2 separate regions of the Mus musculus genome follow, and region 1 is linked to region 2. The links are chromatin contacts, called in public Hi-C maps. All regions are on one chromosome and are shown on one strand. The core of a region is the stretch at or near the end of the contact, and the rest is flanking DNA. Distances in the headings are between cores, read along the strand shown. Region 1 has its middle 26 kb from the start of Gm11468. Region 2 overlaps Sulf2 (sulfatase 2).

Region 1 (5,433 bases), core at 15-2,514, 150 kb after region 2:
GACCGGTCATGTTGTGTGACACCCGAGCCAGAAGCAGGTGGCAGATGGCCATAGAGGACAGAACTCTGTAAACAGCCCTTTGAAGCCTCCAGGCCTCCAGACCAGGCAGGATGATCTCGTGTTTCCTGCCTCCTCTCCCAGGTCAGCCCTCACACGATGGCGATGGCGAGTGCTGCAGTCCACCCACCTGCCTACACAGGGCAGCACCTCTGGGGGTGGGGTCAGCCCTGGGGACTGCTGGGTAGGGAGGTGGAGCAGGACCAGGTGAATGGTTGCCTGCCATCCTCCCACAGGTGCCCAAGGCAGGGATGTCACTCAGCTGTCATCTCCAGTCAAATGGGAGGAATCCTGACGCTCTTCCCCCAATTTTGCTGTGTTGTCTTGAGGGTACAAGGAGGCAGGAGGCCCAGCAATCTGGGGGCCGAACGAGCACAGTGTGTGCAGGACCTGGGCGGTTTCTGCTGTGACTATTTTAGTTGACTAAGAGTTGTTTTATTGCAATCCAGGGAAAGGAAAATTCTGTCCCTTTGTTGTGAAACAGTTTTTGCGTGACACTGACTTAGCTGAAATTAGTTTTTCTTATACAAGTGTATCCCCCTGTAGTGAAACCTGAACCAGCAGCTGAGTCAAGTCTCTGCTGGATGGGTGGGGGCACTGCCCAAGGCCATTTCTATGCCATTAACCATCAGGCAAGACACATACATACCGATTCCTTCAACAAATGTCCACTAACCCCCTACCGGGCTCCTAGCTCAGTGCCCAGAGCAGAGTATCTGTGGGGTGACCCAAACGTAAGCCATGAGGATCTGGGGGCAGATGACAAGTCAGGGAAGCCACCTGGGATTTCAGCAGAGATGGTGTGATGAGGGCGTGAGGGTGGGACTGGGTGGGACTGGATCCCTGCAGGGGCAGCAGGAGCCACGGTCTGAGCCAGAGAGTGCCAAGACACGGCTGTGGACTGTGTGATGTCGGATGTGTAGATGGGGAGCAATAGGTGTTGGGGGTTCAGAGTGCATCCCACAGGCCAGAGCAGCAGCTGGACCCATGGCCCAAGAGGCTTTTGGACAATCTATGTGTGTCTAAAATTGCATCTGAATATGTTACACACACACACACACACACACACACACACCACACACACAGACACACACACACACACCACACACACACACACACACACACACACACACACACACACACACACACACGGCATGGCTCCCAGGGACCTTGCTCTGCGCTCACAGGTCTCTGGCACGCATGCGTGCATATTGATCTCCCATTCCATACTTTGCAGTTTCCCACAGGCAAGGCTGTGGACTCTGTTCAGGTTGTACAATATTGATTTCACAGCAAAGGGACTGGAATTTTACGCTCCTTCATCGAAATAAAACGTCAGGTGCATTAATACCCATGGCAGATGTGGGTCAGGAGCAGCTGTGACTGTGACCGGAACAAGGATTTGTCTGCCATTCCTTACCTGGGTCAGCGAAGGTGCTAGTCCCCAAATCATTGAAGGGACATTACCCGATAACACACCTCACAGCTCGATAGACCCGGCTTGCAGATGGAACTACAGACAGATACAACACAGAGCCTGCATCTGCTCAGGAAAACCACCTGACCCTTTCTCGATTCACTGAGACTGCACCAACGCACCAGGAGGGAGGGGGCGTGGCCAGAGCAGTGGTGAAGCCGGAAGGAGGACAAGATCTGTTTAGGAGACTAGACTGCATTGGGGCTTGGAGCGTACATCAGAAGTGCCATTGGGGACTGAAGGGGAGGGGTTGGTTTAGGTGGTTTGGGATCTGGAAAGGTAGGTCTCTATACAGGATGAGGAAGAAAAGTAGGGAAGAGACAAGGCAAGCTGGGAGAAGGACCAAGAGTAGAAGATGAGACCCTACAGGGTAGCGGCCCAGGGCAGGCGAGCCTAGTGGGGGAGGAGGGGTCATGGAGGGCGTCTGCTTAGTCTGCAGAAGCTCTGCTGCAGTGAGAGTTTCTCCACAGAGAGGCTTAATACTTTTCATTTTTAAAAATTAATTTTATACACACACACACACATGCATGCATGTGCACATGTATGAATGTGACAGGAGGTCAGAGAGAGTCGGTTTTCTCTTTCCATTGGCTGAGCCCCACGAGTTGATCTCAGTTTCCAGGCTAGGCAGCAAGCTTCCTACCCAATGGGCTCCCTTGCCAGCTCTCACTGTGGTTTTAACCAGACACACCAACACAGGCCTTCAAAGCCATGGCTGAGAAGAAAGCTCCAGCTTGGAGACTCACCTTCTGCCTGTGAGGGTCTGTCCCGTTGCGTGAGGGTAGCCTGTTAATAAGTGGCACACCCACAGACTAGGAACAGCAAGAGGCATGCCAGGTCAAGAGAGACAGAACAGTCCCTTTGATGGCATTCTGGTCCAGCATTATGATATGTGGCCCACACATTTTCACTTATACAGATCCAAAAAGCAGTCAGCTGCAACGGCCTGTGGAACTGTAAACTCTCAAACACCCTGTCCACAATGAGCCAGAACTGTTACATCCCATCCTGCCCATCTTCCTGTGCCCATGCACGCCCCTTCCACACTGTCCAGGCAGCAACATCCCCCAAGCCTTTCTCCCTTTTGACTTCACTGCTTAGCAAGTCCTGCAGGGATGGCAGCACCAGACCCCTCTTCTTTTCCACCCACCGGCTGGCTCAGGCCTCTGGTCCCACGGCTGGTCTTCCAGACTAGGCTTTGCTGCACACCCAACCTGTTCTCAGAAAGTTAGTCCTGTTAAAGTGACCAGACTATGTTCTGTCCCTGCTTAGTCTCAAGGCTCCTATTAGTCAAGTCCTCACGAGTCTAAACGTTTGTCTTCTGCTCTTTGTCATCACCTGTTACCTCTCAGGTGTCACCCCCCCCCCGCCCCCACATACACACTATCTTGCACCACTGGTCCACAGCCATGCTGGTCTCAAGCTCAACTGTCCCTATCCATCTCAAAATGGTGCCCTGCCATTCTCTCTCTACAGCCTCTGACCCCACAACCCCATGACCTCACAACCCAGATTGCTTCCCAGCTTCTCCTACCTTGCCTGCAAAGTCATTCTGGGCGGCAAAGTTACTCTGGGAACCCACCCAGTGTTCCACTCCTCCTATTCTGCATCTTCATCCTCAGGAGCATCCATCCATTTGCATTGGATGCACTTTGTAGTCACGCTAGGATCTGTCACTGTCCTTAAACCCTATGTTGGTGTCAGAACTACAGGGTATATAATGCCTGATTGGTACCCTGCACAGAGTTGGCTGGAATTTGTTCCAGATAAGTATCACTGCTTCTCTGTGTGTTGTACGTGTGAATGTGCACACACACGTGCACGCACATGTATGTGGAGGCTGGAGGTCAACACTGAGAGCCTTCCACCATTGCTCTTCCCTTTAATTTTGAGACAGGGTCTCTCCAGAATCTGTAGCGCCCTGATTTGGCTAAGCTGACTGACGGTGAGCCTCAGGGCCCCTCCTGTCTCTGCTTCCCCCGATGGCACGTGCAGCTTTTATGGAGGTGCTGAAATTCCCAACTCAGGTCCTGCTGTTGGTGCGGCCGTGTCTCCAGACCCTGTCCTGTTGCATGCATGGATAAGAAAATTGCAGGCAGAAGTGTTCTCTGGAGAAAGAGTAGAGATGGGATGTGTGGCAAAGCAAGATTTAGCTTTATGAGAACAGGCAGGGATAACTGCAGAGCGCGACGATTGTACAGTATCTCTGCAGTGGGAACACTTCACGAGGGTCAAGGAAGAAGAAAATGCTAAACGCCTTCCTCCCGGGGTGATGCTGAAACAAGGGTGGGGAGGCATGGGATCAGTAGAAATGAACAGACACTAAAACCTGTTATCCTGCCATTGCTGGGAGGTAGGAGACAAATCAAGATATTTAAACACATGTAAGACAGCCACAGTGTCTTCCCCGCTGGAGGAGAGAATAGAAGAAATGGCTCAGCGCTCCGAGGAAACATCTTCTCTCTCCCTGCCGAGGGACAGACTTACAAAGGATGATATTTACATTTTCTCCAAGCCTTTAATTTTCTCATTTATCATTTGTCAGAGCCCGAGGCCCTTCCTTAGCTCATGGTGTTTGCCAGCAGCTAACGATCCCTTTACCAAACATCACAGTCCAGCCAGGAGCTTGTTAACGTTGCTAAGGCTGATGATTTAATGCGTCACTGTCACAGGCAGGTCTCCGGACCCTGAATCACAGGAATGCTGCAACTGTGGGGCCCTGTGCTTCCTGGAGGCTCCCCCAACACCAGGGAACCATGGAAACCATTCCAGTCCTAGATTTGGAGATAGCTGAGCACTGAGGTTGGCTTTGGAAGCCAGGCAGAGGCTTCTAGAACTCCATCCAGTGGTCACAGACTGGATGCTCTTGCTACCCCACAGGTAATACCTGAGGATTGGTGCCACTCAAGGAGTAAGCGGAGGCCTGGGCAGGGTTCCAGGGCTCCTGCCTAGCTTTCCTTTCTTGGCAACAGCTCCTCTTCTTGTCCTCTGAGGCTCGAAGAAGCTGGATTCTACAAGAGAGATTCTGTCCAGCCCAGGAACCAGAGCCACCTCATGATGACACAGGGGGTTCTGGGTCCAGCTGAGTCTCTAGGTCTTGAGACACAGAAGGGATGGGAAGGGCCAACTCCTCTGGATCCTTTGTTATAGACAAGTTTAGAAGCCACTGATGTCAACCAGAGTCCCAGGAAGCAAGACACAGTTTTAAAAGAAAAAAGGCTTTTTGTTTTGTTTTGTTTTTTGTTTTTTGTTTTTTGATTTTTTGTTTTTTGTTTTTTTGAGACAGGGTTTCTCTGTATAGCCCTGGCTGTCCTGGAACTCACTTTGTAGACCAGGCTGGCCTCGAACTCAGAAATCTGCCTGCCTCTGCCTCCCAAGTGCTGGGATTAAAGGCATGCGCCACCACCACCCAGCAAAAGGCTTTTTTTTTTTTTAACAGTGTGTGTGTGTGTGTGTGTGTGTGTGTGTGTGTGTGTGTGTGTGTGTGTGTGATGTGTTCACACACAAGTATCTAGGTCAGAAGACAACTTGCAGGTATTGGTTCTCTCCTTCTACCATGTGAGTCCTAGGAATTCAACCTCACGTTGGCAGGCTTGGCAGAGCCATCAGGACTCACCTTCGCCCCCCAGAGGTATCTCACCTGGCCCAAAAATTCATCATTTAAGTAAAAATGCACAAGTTCTATGACAGAAAGAAGACACTTTGCACCTGGGAACCCACTGTGGAGGAGTTTGGGGTGGGGGGGGAACTTTTTAAAAAAATTCAGCCCTAAGACTTTTCAAGATGGAGTTTGGGGGTGGTTCTTCCTGGAGGCAGAGATAGCTCGCTCGTAGGAAGCTGGGTGGTGGCCGTGATAGAGAGCTCTGATATTCCATCCCGCTTCGAGTGTCTCAGGACAC
Region 2 (5,494 bases), core at 1,218-3,717:
CTGGTGGCAAACAAAGGCAGTCAAGACAAGTGCCGTGAACAGCTCACTCCAGTTGGGGGCAAGTGGACTGGTCTAAGGTGTAAATGGGAGGGAGCCACCTTCAGGAGGTGGCAGAGCCTTAAATGGACATGAATTCCCCCAAGTGCAGAAAGCCAGCAGCTTGGCATGAGTCTTCCTTTGAAAACTTTCTGGTATTCATTTATCAACCCTTTCAAAGAGGCTCCAGTTGAGAGCCTTCTCAGGCCCAGAACTGGAGGTCCACTTCCCACCCCTGCATTGCATCTATTGACTTCTCAGCCCTGGAGCACACAGGTGGCTGTCACTCTGGTAAAGGGAGGATTACAGGTAGGTGAGCTCTTTGCATTAAGTCTTGGTTTGAGACAGCAAGAAATAGGTGTAAAAATTAAGTATGTCACAGTTGTGCCTGCAGGGCCCACGCATTCCAAGAATGTCCACCTTTGGGACACAAGACATGTTTTTTGATTCTTTGTCACAATTATTCTTCCAGTTGTGATTGGGTCGCTCTTTGAACTAAGTGGGGAAGATCAGGAGTTCAAGGCTTGCTTGAACAGAGAGGGACACCTTCTCTGGGGAAAACAAAAACAAAAAACAAAACAAAACAAAACAAAACAAAAACCAAAACAAAACAAAAAAACACAAACTGTAAATCTGAACCTAACCCACCGGAAGAGGGCATCACTCTGCCATCCACTGGGTCTCAAAATGTGAGCACCCAGTCCCCTCAGGTTCCACCCCCTACCCCAGTAAGCTGAAATTACAGCCAACAGTTGAGTTGTTTCTTGCTCGAGACAGACAGGCTAATCAGAGTGGAGTCAGGAGGGGGATGGGAGGCTGTGTGAGGCAGAGGAGGGGCGGGTTTTCTTGTCAGAACAGCCAGTGCTCTCCCTGGTACCAGCTTGGGCACTGGCCCTACCTAGGGACCTCGGTACTCTGTCACATGTCAAAAGGTCTTGTACAGAGATGGCACCATGGTAGCTTGCAGCAGTCCAACAGTTAGGAAACTGCTACTGTGTGCTTGTGGGGAAGCCAGGGCCTCAAGGCTCCCCAGCTCTGGGCCGCTTCCTGCTGCTAAATCCCTCCCTGCACACATGGTCTTTGATTATGAGAAATGCCCGTGTCCCTTGCGGCTGGCCTAGGGCATGACCTGTGTGTAGAACATTCTTGGAAGCATGCCTCCTTGTCTCAGGGAGCTAGAAGGGGCTGCCGGGGCTGCCTGTGTAGTGGTGGAGCCACACTGTCTTCTGGACTATGAGGAAGTCACTCCCTGTGACCCAGCTTAGACACCAGGATACAATAGCTATCCTTGACTTCACTAGGAGGCCTGTCTGGCAGGCTCTTGTGTGGAGGGTGACCATGGGAGCCAGTGAGTGACTCCTGTCAGCCTTTCACTCTGGGAGACTATGGAATCAGAAGCTAGAGAGCTGCGTCCTAACTCAGGACCTGGGCCAGCCAGCTAGTCACCTGGCCCAGGCTGGGCTCCTCAAATACCTGAAGAGTGTCTGGGTGTCCCCAAAGATCCTTCAGTTGGCCACCCCTTTTCCTTACCCGAGGTGATGCACAGAGGTGACCTCCTTCATATCGTCCAGTGGGACCCCTTATACCATGAGCCTCAGAGTAGCAGGCTGTGATGTCATCACAGCCCCTGTCTTCACAGGTCTTGGGAGGTCTTGCTCCCAGATATCACATGCTGGAAGAAGTGCTGAGGGCTGCCAGGTGTATGTGCACATGTCTGTGCGGGTCTGTGAGCTTTTGTAGCTGTATGTTCACCTAGTCATGTATGGCTCTGTGTATCTTTGTGCTTGTGTGTTTGTGTGTGCATGTGGTTGTTTTGGTGGTGTGTGTCTGACTGCGTTTACCTGTGTTTGTCTCTGTGTGAGTTCTTTTGTGACTGTTGTATTTATCTGCATGTGTATGGTGTGTCTCTATATATGTGCCATGTACATGGATCTATACGTGCCCATGCATGTGTCTGAACATGTATGTTTGTGTATATGTGCTATGTGCCCCACGTTCCTACGCGTCTATATTTCAGCATCTGAAAGCGTGTCTGCATGGGTGTGGCATACTGGGAGGACAGAGGGAAGTGAGCAGGGCTGTCATGAGCTCAGTAATGTTTGTTACAGCACGAAAAGTCTGCTCCAGGGGCATGGATCAGGCTGGCTTGGTGAGGGAGAGATGCCTACCAGAAGGCCCTGCACGCCACCATTTTCCTCTCCTGGACCAGCTACCATCCTGCAGAACTGTTAGGAGCCACTGTCTTCCAGGGGCAGGAGCCTCCCAGAGCCACCATAGTGGCCTGGAGAGTCTCTGGACAAGCAAGCCCCTTGCTATTCATTGTCAGAGTCTGTAATTTCATTTCAAAGGGACAGTACAGGAGCAGGCAGTGTCACATGTCACACCCCTCTGGTAGGAACTTGGCCCAGGATGGAGCACTGTTGGCCTCTCTCTCTGGGAAGGAGGGTAGAGGGCAATGGGTGAGGGCAGCCAGGCAGACAGACACTCTATGGGGCTCTCAGGGTGAGGGTAGCCCACTGCTCCCCAAATGTGGTTCATTATCTCCTGTCTGCTCCTCCCAGAAGTCCAGGGGTCAGAAGGCTAACATACCCTGTAATCCCTCCAAGGGTGGCACACTGTCAGGAAGTCATTAGAGCTGAGCCGGGGGAGGGGAGGGTGGCGCATTCTGACCGTAATGAAAATTAAACACCCTGGATATTAAGGAGGAGTCCAAATTACCCTGTCCTTGCTACCCCAGAATGTCACAGCAAGGGCTGCTGAGTGTCACTGCTGAGCCTGAGGTATAGTCTGAGGCCGAGAAAAGCCAGAATATCTTCTAGAAAGCTGTACTAGCTAACGGGGTGGCGGTGAGGTGGGAAGCCTGGGTGGGGGCTGGGTTTGAATCCAGGTTCTGTGGTATCGAAGCTGGGTGACCTCTGTGTTTCCTCGTCTGTAAAATGGGGACACTAAGTGAGACAGCATCAAAGGTGGCCTTAATGACCCTCTTTTGATCTTCACACTCCTATGCAGGCTTCTCTGATGGCACAGTGAGGTGTGTGCCCTGTGCAGGGAGATGGGATGGTTGCTTCCATCTTTGCCTCTTTCTCTTTCTGGATTGAAGATGGAGAGGCCCATACAGCTAGAAGTAAGATCGGGGTCAGGACGTCAGCTCACTGACCCAGGCTCCTAGCACAGGGTCATGAGCTGATGTGTGTTTGCTGTTTGTTCAATGGTGTTAAACTTTGGAGTCACTTGCTATGTGGCAACAGAGAACTGGTACACCAGGGTCACCATGAAGATCTGAGGTTTTCCACGGCCAGTAGCTGGTGTAGCCGTGGACCCTGTGATGGTGTTTGTTGGCACCCAGGCTGGACTTGCCGTCACCTAAGGACTGTGAGGGTGGTTCAAGAGGTAGGAACCTGCCCGGATGTGGGAAATACCACCCCATAGACTAGGGTCCCGGACAGATGGATAAAAGTGTCAGCATTCATCTCTGTGTCCTGACTGCAGATGCAATGTGACCAGCTGCCTCCTGCTCTGGCCACCATGCCCTCCCAGCCATCATGGGCTGGATCCTTGAACTGGGAACAAAAGTCAATCTCTCCTAAGTTCCCCCTCTCAGACACTTTGTACAGGCTCCGTCGGACATAAACACAGGCTCACAGGGGATATGCTGAGCTTCTGAGTGGGAGGAGATGAATCCCAGCCAGAAGGCATCTGCCAGGGGCTAGGGACAGGCTGGCTGGTCTGTGCCGCAGAGCTGCACCTGATAAGCAGCCGGTCTCCCAGGATCTTTGTGTGCCTTAGCAACGGAACCATCTCCCCACATAGCTTCCCCTTTCCCTGCTCTTGATGTCTATTTGTTTTTTGAAACAGCATCTCATATAGCCCAGGCTAGCCTCAACTGTCTACATAGCTGAGGCTGGCCTTGTACTCTTGACCCTCCTGGGCGGACCTCTCAAGTGCTGGCATGGTAGCTTTTGGGCCCTTTAACCAGGAATGTTTTAAGGAAGGTTCAACTACATTGCTGATGTCCCATTGTCCCTAAGCCCTGACGGACCCTCCCACCCCCAGTGGAGGCTGAGGCTTACATGTGCTGGGACGCATTGGGGAAGAGCCGTGAGTACTGGGGTGCTGAGTCCTCGGGGCCATGGGGAGCCGCGTGGCTGATGACCATGAGCACGGGCCTGTGTGGGTACATCTTCTTGGATGTTCGGAAGAAGCTCACACTGTCATTGGTGATGAGATCCGTGAGGTAATCCTGGGGCGGGAGAAATGGGAGGATGGTGAGGACCGGGAGATTTATACCGAGTGCTCCCTAGGTGCCACCCACTGTGCTGGGCATCAGGGACAGGGGTATGACCATGGTTTGGTCACTGTCCTTAAGGAGGTGATGGCAGGAGAGAGCAGAGAGGCAAGCACAACACACAGCTGCCATGACAGTCAGTGTCCACTGTCACCTTTACAAGACCCAGGATCACCTGGGAGACTGACTTGGCCACCTCTGTGGAGGGGATTATCCTCATTGCTTTAAATGAGGTGGGAAAACTTGCCCACTGTGGGTGGCGCCATTCCCTTGGCTGGAATCCTGGCCTGAACAGACAGACAGGGGAACGGAACAGCCCCGGCATGTAGGCATTGCTTTTGTCAGGGTATCACAGAAACAAAAGAAACAACACTCGAGGTTTGGCGAAGGAAAAGAGAGCAGGAGAGAGTCGGGAACATGGCGGGAGGGGCAGCAAAAGAATAACGATACCACAATTGAGTGTTTATGGTCCTCTGAGAATGGACATGGTAACAATCCCTCCTTAGAGACGAAGGTACAGAGAAATCAAGGTGTTCTGGGTCACTGTTGAATGTTGGAGTTCAGACTCCAGAAACTGGGCTTGGGGACGTCATTTAGCTGGAACAGTGAGGGGGCCTCTTTCGGGAGGTGGCATCTGAGTTAACTCTAGCAGTGGAGCGATGGGGAACCTGAGAAGCAGCACTGGACGATGCTCAAGGCCACACATCTAATTAGGCACGAGCATCCTCTCCAAGGCCACAGGGTGAGCTACGAGTAGGGTTCCCCTGGCTCGGGAGGCGGTGGTGGGGCCTGGGGGTGCACAGCTTACCGTGGAGTAGTCTGAGCCATGTTTCTCCTTCACCCCATTCCGGCAGAGTGTGTAGTTATAAAAGCGGGAGTTCTTAAGTAGGCCGACCCACTCCTTCCAGCCGGGCGGCACGTATGAGCCGTTGTACTCATTGAGGTATTTTCCGAAGAAAGCTGGAAGAGATCGGCGATCAGAGGTGAGCAAGAGAGCAGCCAGCCCTGGCCTTGGCAACCCTCAGTGATGCTGACTGACTTGAGTGTTCACAGCCAGAGACCAACACACCCCTCTGCCCTTTGGCAGGAAGGGGGAGCCCAGGGCCCCTCCTCACAGAAGTACATGTGTACGAGTTCAAAGTCTATAGTAGGGTCACAGGGAAGAAACAAGGG

Evidence for each region. A called contact is a pair of places that touch in the nucleus more often than the background predicts.
Region 1: a Hi-C map of liver shows a contact between it and region 2, with 2.4 times the contacts expected there. The contact joins two enhancer-like sites. A contact is called at or near these places in 20 of 484 Hi-C or Micro-C datasets (the Ba/F3 cell line, the N1E-115 cell line, Sertoli cells and 9 more), 4 of 115 datasets of contacts at active chromatin or transcription factors (bone marrow-derived dendritic cells and embryonic stem cells) and 1 of 9 other capture datasets (embryonic stem cells).

Annotation. Positions count from the first base shown.
Region 1 is chr2:166,245,312-166,250,744 of GRCm38.p6, forward strand. No RefSeq gene overlaps it. Among named protein-coding and RNA genes, the nearest start is that of Gm11468, 26 kb to the right of the region's middle. Within about 2 kb of position 1,265, at least 18 of the 459 cell types and tissues checked have an H3K27ac peak or open chromatin away from gene starts, as enhancers often do. A contact at or near this core is called in liver, where this site is marked.
Region 2 is chr2:166,089,349-166,094,842 of GRCm38.p6, forward strand. Sulf2 (sulfatase 2) reads right to left here. Exons shown (of 21, transcript NM_028072.5): 4 at 5,130-5,281; 5 at 4,107-4,276. Among named protein-coding and RNA genes, the nearest start is that of Gm52534, 28 kb to the right of the region's middle. Within about 2 kb of position 2,468, at least 24 of the 459 cell types and tissues checked have an H3K27ac peak or open chromatin away from gene starts, as enhancers often do. A contact at or near this core is called in liver, where this site is marked.